Linked DNA regions of Mus musculus: region 2 is linked to region 1. The links are chromatin contacts, called in public promoter capture Hi-C maps. All regions are on one chromosome and are shown on one strand. Each heading gives the region's core, a stretch centred on a gene start, on an enhancer-like site or on the middle of the called end of the contact. The rest is flanking DNA. Distances are from core to core; before and after follow the strand shown.

Region 1 (4,641 bases), core at 734-3,233:
CCTTGGCCAGGCCTGGACTCCCTCTCCACCCTCTCCAGGTAGTCAGTGAAGCCATGTGCTGGATGGGCTGTGGCCTGGGGGATGTCATCAGTTTCCTGTCCCCACTTCCAGTCTCCCCAGGACTGCTTGTCTCTGCTGAGTCGGCAGGAAGCTGGGAGGATTGCACAGTTGCAACATTGTGTCTATGATAAAATATACATCAGATGGAGTTTCCTGTCCTATCTTTAGGCATATATTTACATTGTTACATAGCTGCCACCACTATCCATTTCCAGTCCGTTCTCACCATCCACAACGTAGTCTCTGTACCCATCAGATAGTAACTCCATATTCTCTCCTCTCCCAGTCCCCAGTAACTTCATCCATTTTCTGTTTCTAGATGGTTCATTAACTTGAGCAATGTAGTATTTGCTTACTATGTTATAGAGGACGTGTCAGAGCTGCATCTGTTCTGATTAATCCACTATATACATAGGCACATCTCTCTATCCATCTCTCTGTTGATAGACACAGGGATCTTTCTATCCTATGACAGGTGTGAAGGATGCTGCTGTGAACGTGGTTTAGCGGTGTCTGCTTGGAGCTCAGCTTCTGTCCCTATAGGTTCTCATCCTGTCCCATTTCCTAGTTCTACACCGACTTCTTGAGGAATCCTCAGTCTCCCACACTGCACCATTCCACATTCCCACTAACGATGTGCAGGGCTCCTATTTCTGTGCATCCTCACCAACAGTTTTTATTCTTGTTTTTTTTTTTTTTTCATTAGTAGCCATCATAGTGGTTGGTTGTTCCCATGTTTGCTGATGTGTGTGTCTTCTATCCTTTGCCACTTAACTCCCCCTGAGACAGGATCTCTTACAGCTGAGCTGGCTAGCCAGCTAACCCCAGGAATTCTTCTGTCTCTCTCTGCTCCAACCAGTGCTGGGCCTGCATTCAGGAGCTTCGGTAGTTGTACAAATGCTCACACCCGGTACGGTACCGTGTTCTTACCCCCTGAACTGCCCCCCAGCCCTCACTCTGGTTCCGACTTATGTTTTCCTCACGCGTCTTTTCATTGGTTTGTTGCCTTGCATTTCTTCAATGAGAAGTGTCTATTCAAGTCCTTTGCCCATTTTCCTAGATGGGTTGTTTTATTTCAGAGGAGGCTATGGTACTGTCAGAATTCTTGACATGTTCTGGATACTAGTCTTCAATAAATGATTCTCAAATATTTTCTCTCATTCTTTGGCTGTCTTTTTCATTTCTCTGCACAGTTTTTGTTTGTTTGTTTGTTTTTGTTTGTTTGCTTGGTTTTTTTTTTTTTTTTTTGGCTCACACAAAAATCAAGTCCCTCTTACCTACTTCCCCCTTTTCTTTTTTGAGGCACGGTCTTCGTAGCTTGCCCTGACGAGCGAGCCTTAAACACAGGATCCTCCCACTACAGCTTCCCGAACGCTAGAATCACGAAGCATTACCACTGAGCTTCGCTTCTAAGTCAGGAAAGCACTGCGTGGTCCAAAGCCATGGAGACTGACATCTGGGTTGTTTTCTAGGTGTTTCTTGGACTGCTGTGTCTGCCGCCTGTGGTGTTCCTTCCTGCTGTGGCACCCTTTGGCACAGGGCTTGCTCCTTGTGCATGGTATACAATAAGCATGTTTGTGGGTGTGAGTGTATGGCGACCTGACCCAGGAAAGTTTCCTTGACACCTCTCTAGCCTGACTCTGGACCACACACCCTTGTCATAATCACTGAGATCCCTGTAGGTCTGGGGCTCTGCACTGCTGTGGACCACAAATTCCCAGGCCTAGGTCTTCAGAAATGGGTGGATGCCCATGGCTGCCAAGAAGAGGGAAAACATAAAGCTTTCTCTGCTGTGGCCACAAGGACTCAGCCCAGAGGGGAAGTTACAGATTTATGCAGCATCCTGAAGGTTGAGTAAGATTTCTGTGAGCAAAGATCATTTATGGTGGGGGTGGAACTGGGCAGTGAGGGAGCCAGGGAGCAGACAAGATTAGGCCTAGAGTAAGTCTATGAAACACAGAGAAAGGGGACAGCATAGGGGTTAAGAAATGAGGTCTTTCAAAATCTCAGGGGGCAATGAGGAGTTTTTTGAGAGAGGAAGGACTCTTTAAAGGAAGTTGAAGGAGGATTCTGTGAACTTGAGACCACCCTGAGCTGCCAAGTTGAGAACTTTGTCTACAAACAAGCCAGGCAGCCTCAGCGTGTGCTCAGTCCGACTTGTAGCTGGAGAGGCAGGAGACCAATTTCCGGTGCTTACGGTGCTTGCTGGATGCCCTGGAGTAAGTGACAGGGTCTCACTGGACTCCAGGTTCTGTTGGTTTGAGTAATAGGAGGCGGCAGGGGAGAAGTGAAGAGAGACATGCACTGCTGATCTGCCTTGAGGCTGTGTCCTTAAGGGGTGGAGCCAAGGGGCACAGAAGACTCTCTGGGACATGCCACCAAGTGAGAGCATTTCCAATCACTCCCTGAGCCAGGAACAGGGGCTTCTGGTTCCCTGCTGGTGGCTGCCACAGCAGTCCTTCCTGTTGGGTTGACCAACACAGCAGGTGAGATAAACCCTATAGACTTGGGCCCTGGAGTGCTCCAGGCAGTCTCTGTGTGCCTACCCACCCGGCTTCCCTAGGCACCTGAATGCACCTGGGCACTGGGATGTGTGTCCTGTTCTCCCTGCTCCTGCTGGCCTCTGTCTTCTCACTAGGTAAGCTGCACGAGGCTAGTGCCTCTCATAGGGTCTGGCCTCTGTGGACTCAGCACAGAAGCCTAGACTATGATCAGATGTGACTGAGCACACCCCATCCTTGGGGCACTAAGAGGGAAATTAGATTAGATTTGGAGCCTGTTTGGAGCACCCTCTTTTGGGGCAGGTGACAGGGCTCTGTTCCCAGGCTTGCATCACCCTTTTCTCTGTTGCTCTTCCTACCCTCCTCTAGGCCAGACCACATGGGGTGTCTCCAGTCCCAAGAATGTGCAGGGCTTGTCGGGATCCTGCCTGCTCATTCCCTGCATCTTCAGCTACCCTGCCGATGTCCCAGTGTCCAATGGCATCACAGCCATCTGGTACTATGACTACTCGGGCAAGCGGCAGGTGGTAATCCACTCAGGGGACCCCAAGCTGGTGGACAAGCGTTTCAGGGGTCGAGCTGAACTGATGGGGAACATGGACCACAAGGTGTGCAACCTGTTGCTCAAAGACTTGAAGCCTGAAGACTCTGGCACCTACAACTTCCGCTTTGAGATCAGTGATAGCAACCGCTGGTTAGATGTCAAAGGCACCACGGTCACTGTGACAAGTGAGGAGCCTGGGGACTGGTCGCGGTCAGGGACTCCTAGGCTGCTGCTCCAGCCCTGTCCTTTGACCTGAACCTTGCCTAGGCCTTCAGCTCTGACCTTTGCCTATTATTTTTCACTCTGTGACATTCTCCTTTTCTTGAGTCCCCCTCCCCCCAAGTCTTGTCCTTTGGTTGGGGTTGTGGGGACAGTGTGAGGTACAGTGAGGTGAGGGGAGCCCTGAGAATTACTGCCTTTGTTTTCAGCGGATCCCAGCCCCCCCACTATTACCATTCCTGAGGAGCTGCGTGAAGGCATGGAGAGGAACTTCAACTGTTCCACACCCTACCTGTGCCTGCAGGAGAAGCAAGTCAGCCTGCAGTGGCGAGGCCAGGACCCCACCCACTCTGTCACCTCCAGCTTCCAGAGCCTCGAGCCCACTGGCGTCTATCACCAGACGACCCTACATATGGCCCTATCCTGGCAGGACCACGGTCGGACCCTGCTCTGCCAGTTCTCATTGGGCGCACACAGTAGTCGGAAAGAGGTTTACCTGCAAGTGCCACGTGAGTATATCACACCCTTGTCACCGAACACCATTTCTATAGCTCTCTGACCAAAACCAGCTTGGCTAGCCTCTAGGGACAAGCCCTTTGTCCCTGTGGCATACTGGTGCACTTAGGCCTTTAGGCCTGGCAGCTGGAGACAGCTGAGCCCCAAACAGTTCATGCTTATAATTGCAAATCTGAGGAGACAGAGACATGTGGAGACATGTGGGTCTCTGGGCCTTGCTGGTCAAACAGCCTAATCTATTTGGTGAGTTCCAAGTCACTGAAAGATTCTGCCTGAAGAAACAAGGTAGACAACACCTGGGGATCGCCATCCAAAGTTGACTTCTGGCCTCCATATGCATGTGCAGTTGTGTGCACCCATACCCATGACCACACACACACACACACACACACACGGAGGCACAGAGTGGGGGATTTTTAGTGTTGTTAGTCCCTTGCTTATAAACTGGTTAACTTTTCTGAGACCTAATGTCTGCTGTCTTTGGCTTGCTGCCACGAAATGGCTGCCTAGTCCCTTTCTATTAGCTACTGCAAGCCACTAAGGCAAGTTACAGTACTCATGACTTTATGTAAGTCATCCTCACATAGAACATGGGCAGTTACAACTCAGAAAGCTGTCAATAGGCCATTGATAGCCACACCTTAAGAGCTATTGATAGCCGTGCATGGGCCAAGCACCACATTCCCAGGGCCTCATGGGAAAAGCAGGGGAGCAGGAATGGATGGGGGTAGTGAAGGGCAGATGACAGCAGGTTTAGGGGTTTTCTCTAGGTGGTCTTCCTCAGAAAGAAGTATGCCCAAC
Region 2 (4,410 bases), core at 1,174-3,673, 690 kb before region 1:
TCATAAAAATGCCAATACATCCCTTACTAAAATGGATAAAGCAATCCTAATAGCCACATGGTACAGGGAAAGATGCAGAATTGGCCAAGAGATCTTGAGAAGTAACAAGGATGGAGGCATCACACTTCCAGATTTCAAAACTTGTTATAATTAAAATAAGATGATGTTGACATATAGCCAGGCATACCGACCAATAGGAAAAGGTAGAGAGCCTAGAAATGAACCAACACATACTTACCAAACTGATCTTTGAGAACAGTGTCAAGAGTAACTAATGACTAAAGTATAGTTTCTCCCCACAATAGGAAAACTGGCTGTCCACTAAGAAGGGACAAACTTGTATCTCTAATTTATAGACATGAAAATTCAAAATGGGGAAAGACTTAAGCACAATACCTGGCACTATAAAACTTCTGAAAGAAGTTATGGGGGGAGCTGAATGGGAGTGACACCCACATTGCTTAAGCAATGGAAGCAAACCTGACTGGGATTACAGCCCACAGCACTTCTGCAGAGCCAAAGGACAGGCCACAGAACAGAAATATTTAAATTGTATATTTTAAATATTTGTTTATTTATTTATTTTATGTATATGGGTGTTTTGTCTGTGTATGTGTTCAACACATACATGCCTAATGTCTGCAGAGCCCTGAAGAGGGCAACAGATCCCTTGGAACTGCAGTTACAGATGGTTGAGAGCCACCATATGCATGCTGGGAACCAATTCCAGCTCTTCTGCAAGAGCAGCAGGTGTGCTTAACTTCTGAGACATCGCTCTAGCCTCCACAAATCCATGCTTTTGGTAGAGGATGAATTTATAAAATAAGAAACTCCCACAACTCAGCAAAGGACTTGAGAAGATATACAGATGGTCAGAAAATATGTGTTTAACATTACTTACTGTAGGGAAAGGCAAACAAAACCACCTTAAATTATCTTCTCATACATATTAGTGCAACCATAGTAAATAATAAATATGTGTGTTGACAGAGATGCAGAAAATCTGGAACTCATGGCCTATTGAAAAATGGGAAAACATGCAGCAGCTACAAAAAACACTGAGGTTTCCTCAAAACATTAAAAATAGAAGAGTTGTGTGATCAGTGAGTCTGCTCTGGGTATATATATGAAAGAACTGAAGTCAGGAACTCGAAGACACACTGGCCATCTCATGTTCACTGAAGCAGAATTTATAATAGACAAGACATGCAAACAACCTCAATGTGTATCAGTAGAGGAATAAGTAAAGAAAGTCACACACACACACTCACACACATGCACACACACACTCACAGAAGCATACACATACATATACTCATGCACAAATTCACATGCACACACACTCACATACACATAGACACACAAACTCACACACACATGGACACACAAACTCACACACACACTCACACATACACTTACACTCTCACACCCACCCTCATATACTCACACACACACTATTACACACAGTTTCACACACAGTCTCTCTCTCTCTCTCTCTCTCTCTCTCTCTCACACACACACACACACATACACACACTCACTATTAAGCCCTAAAATGAAAATATGAAGAAAATTCTATCTTGCTACAATATGGAGGTCATGGGAGACACACTAGATGAAATTACCCTGTCCAGAAGGATACATACTGCATGAGTTGTGTTTAGAGAGCAGGGAGAATGGGAGAGCAGTAGCTTGATGGTGCGGGCCACCACCACAAGGGTTCTATTGGCAGCGCGCTCTTTGTGCATTCCGCACCTTTCTTCCCTGGACTTTCCCGTCCAACACAGTTCTGTGTCCTTTACCTACTCTGTTCGCTGGCTTTGTGTTACCACGACAGAACAGCCCATAAAAGTCAACTGACTGAAGGGAAGCTTTGGTTGAGTTCATGGTGTTAGAGGTCCAAGTCCTTGGTCAGCTGACCATGTTGATTCTGTGTCTATGACAGTAAACCACCTCAGGAAATCAGAAAAGGGAAGGGGTGCATATACCCTCCACTCGACATTCAGATGCCATAAGTAAAAATAATAAAATAAAAAGTGAAGAGCCAGGCTGCTCCTTTCAAGAGCAAGACCACACAGCCCAACATCCTTTCACAAGACACTACTCCTGAAGGTTCCAGTACCATAGAGTCACAGCCTAGGTATTAACACCTCAGCGCAGGCGCCCTTTTAGGATAGTCGAACCCAGATGACAACCCCTGTACAACATAGACTCTGGTGTTTGATAGAGTCCTGGCATTTTGGAGATGTTCAGTTACAAAAATCTTTATGGGGATACCAGTCAGGCACCACAAAAATTTCCACTGTAAATTACGTAACTTAAAGAGATTCTTAGTATATTTCTGGGTGGTGTAACTTTGAACAATTTTAGACCTTGTTTAACATTGCATAAAGAAACTGTATACTGGCCAGCAGCCATCACCCTTGCCCCCGCAACACCTCCCTGAAAGTCACCAGCGTCTTCAGTCTCTATGGATTCCCCTGTGCACTGACAGAAAACACATTTTTATAATACAAGGGGCTTATAGCCAGAAACGATAAAGAATGTTAAGCTTGACAATAAAAAAAAATCCCAACCCACTCAACTTAAAATTGGGCCTGACATATTGCTAGTGGGATTGTAAAAAGGCCCAGAAACTTTGAAAAAGAGTTTAAAAGTTTCTCAAAATGTTAAGACACAGAGGCTAAACATAGAAATGCTATGTGACCTGATCATTTTAATCTTAGGGATATGTTCAAAGGAAATTAAAACCATACGTCCTGTCCACACAAAAACTGTACATGAGTGCTCATACAAGGTTAGTCACAAAAGCTCAGAAGTGGAAACAATCTAAATTTTCATCAACGGATGAGTGAGCTTTAAAAATAAGGTCTACCCCTACAGAAAAAATCCTCCTTGGCATTAGTGAGGAATGAAACACTGCAATACTGAAGACCTACTGTGCCTCTGAAGACCTACTGTGCCTCTGAAAGCTGTAGGTATTCAGATGAAAGTCCTCATGGTATAAGCTAATGTGACCAAGAGGCCCAGGAAAATGCCCAGCGTGGGGAAGCAGGGAGTGGGGTGGTGCTAATGTCAGTGACAGCATCCTCAGACACAGGACTGGTTAGGTCAAAGGCTTGGGAAAAGACATCTTGACAGCTTGAATTTCAACTCCAAGGAACTTCCCAGTTGGCTAAAATTTGGCTAAATTCACAGTTGGCTGAGATATATCTGATTCCAAATCATGACTTTTGTTGTTGCTGATTGGGTGGAGAAATGTTTCTAATTTTGTGATCCAAGTCCTCACTTCATGTGTGATAAAACTCCACATGTTCTCCCTGTGGAGTGTATCAGTAGGCATCAATCCAATGTGTAGAAACACTGATATTCTAAGGAGGTTTGAATCTGGTCTCTGGGAAGTCCAAGTTTGAGGCTCCTCCCTTGATGTTCTGTCAATGGATGTCAATGGATTCTTTGCCCATCTACTCAGTGGCAACACAGAGGCACACATTGGTGGAGAACTCACAGAGGAGAGTCTGCAAGCCAAAGAGAGTCCTGCTTGCCACAGTAACCTAACCCCCAAAAGACAACGCCCTTGGAAGACAGTCCAGGGTTGGCAAGATGGCTCATCTGTGAAAGTCACTTACCCCCAAGCCTGTGACCTGCCTTTGCTCCTGCTTGAATTCCTGTCCTGGCTATCAATGATGGACCATGATGTGGAAGAGTAGACCAAGCCCAAGAACACCCCCAAGCTGATTTTGATCACTGTTTTATCACCACAAGAGGGAAGCAAACTAATACAATATTGGTCGTATGGAAGTTTTTCCTTTATTCTTTCCTTAAGATAGGGATTTGGATGTGGTCTAGGATGGCTGCAAGCCCACAATTCTTCTACCTTCAGCTTCCACATTCTGAGAGTACAGACCCACCCCACTATACTGTCTAGTGGCTCTAATTTCCGTGTGTATGCGCGAGTGTGTGTGTGTGTGTGTGTTTAGTAACCCCCACAGTGTCCTAAAATGGCTGTACTAATTTATATTCCCCTCACAGTGCATACTGGTTCCTTTGCCCACTCCCCTGTTCTTGCCAACTTCTGTTATTTTTTGTTTTATTGCGTAGTTGTTTCAGCTGTGGTGACATTCACTCCCAGTGTAGTTTTGATTGGCATTTTCTTGATGGTTAAAGATTTTGAGCATTTTAAGTGTACTTTGTGGGTTATATGTCTGTCTTTGAGAACTGTCACTTGCTCCTGTTTAAGAATCACATGACTTAGTCACAGTTTAATATTTGTAGTCACTGCCTTCCTTCCTTCAGTTGCTTTATTGTTTTTAAACAATGTTTTTACTAATTCATGTTTGAAGCGGTGTGGTCAGATATCAAATGGCTATAATTTCATGCACTCATTTCTGGGGTTTTACTTTGTTCCAT

What was found. Promoter capture Hi-C pulls out the DNA fragments that hold promoters and counts their contacts.
Region 2: a contact with region 1 is called in a promoter capture Hi-C map of liver, with 3 times the contacts expected there. The contact joins the enhancer-like site here to the promoter of Siglec1 in region 1. A contact is called at or near these places in 6 of 39 promoter capture datasets (the 3T3-L1 cell line, the C10 cell line, embryonic stem cells and 2 more) and 1 of 115 datasets of contacts at active chromatin or transcription factors (embryonic stem cells).

What each region holds. Positions count from the first base shown.
Region 1 is chr2:131,084,107-131,088,747 of GRCm38.p6, reverse strand. It overlaps Siglec1 (sialic acid binding Ig-like lectin 1, sialoadhesin), which reads left to right and starts at 1,983. Exons shown (of 21, transcript NM_011426.3): 1 at 1,983-2,698; 2 at 2,931-3,290; 3 at 3,534-3,833. The coding sequence starts at 2,632.
Region 2 is chr2:131,771,919-131,776,328 of GRCm38.p6, reverse strand. No RefSeq gene overlaps it. Among named protein-coding and RNA genes, the nearest start is that of Gm30986, 34 kb to the right of the region's middle. Within about 2 kb of position 2,423, at least 6 of the 459 cell types and tissues checked have an H3K27ac peak or open chromatin away from gene starts, as enhancers often do.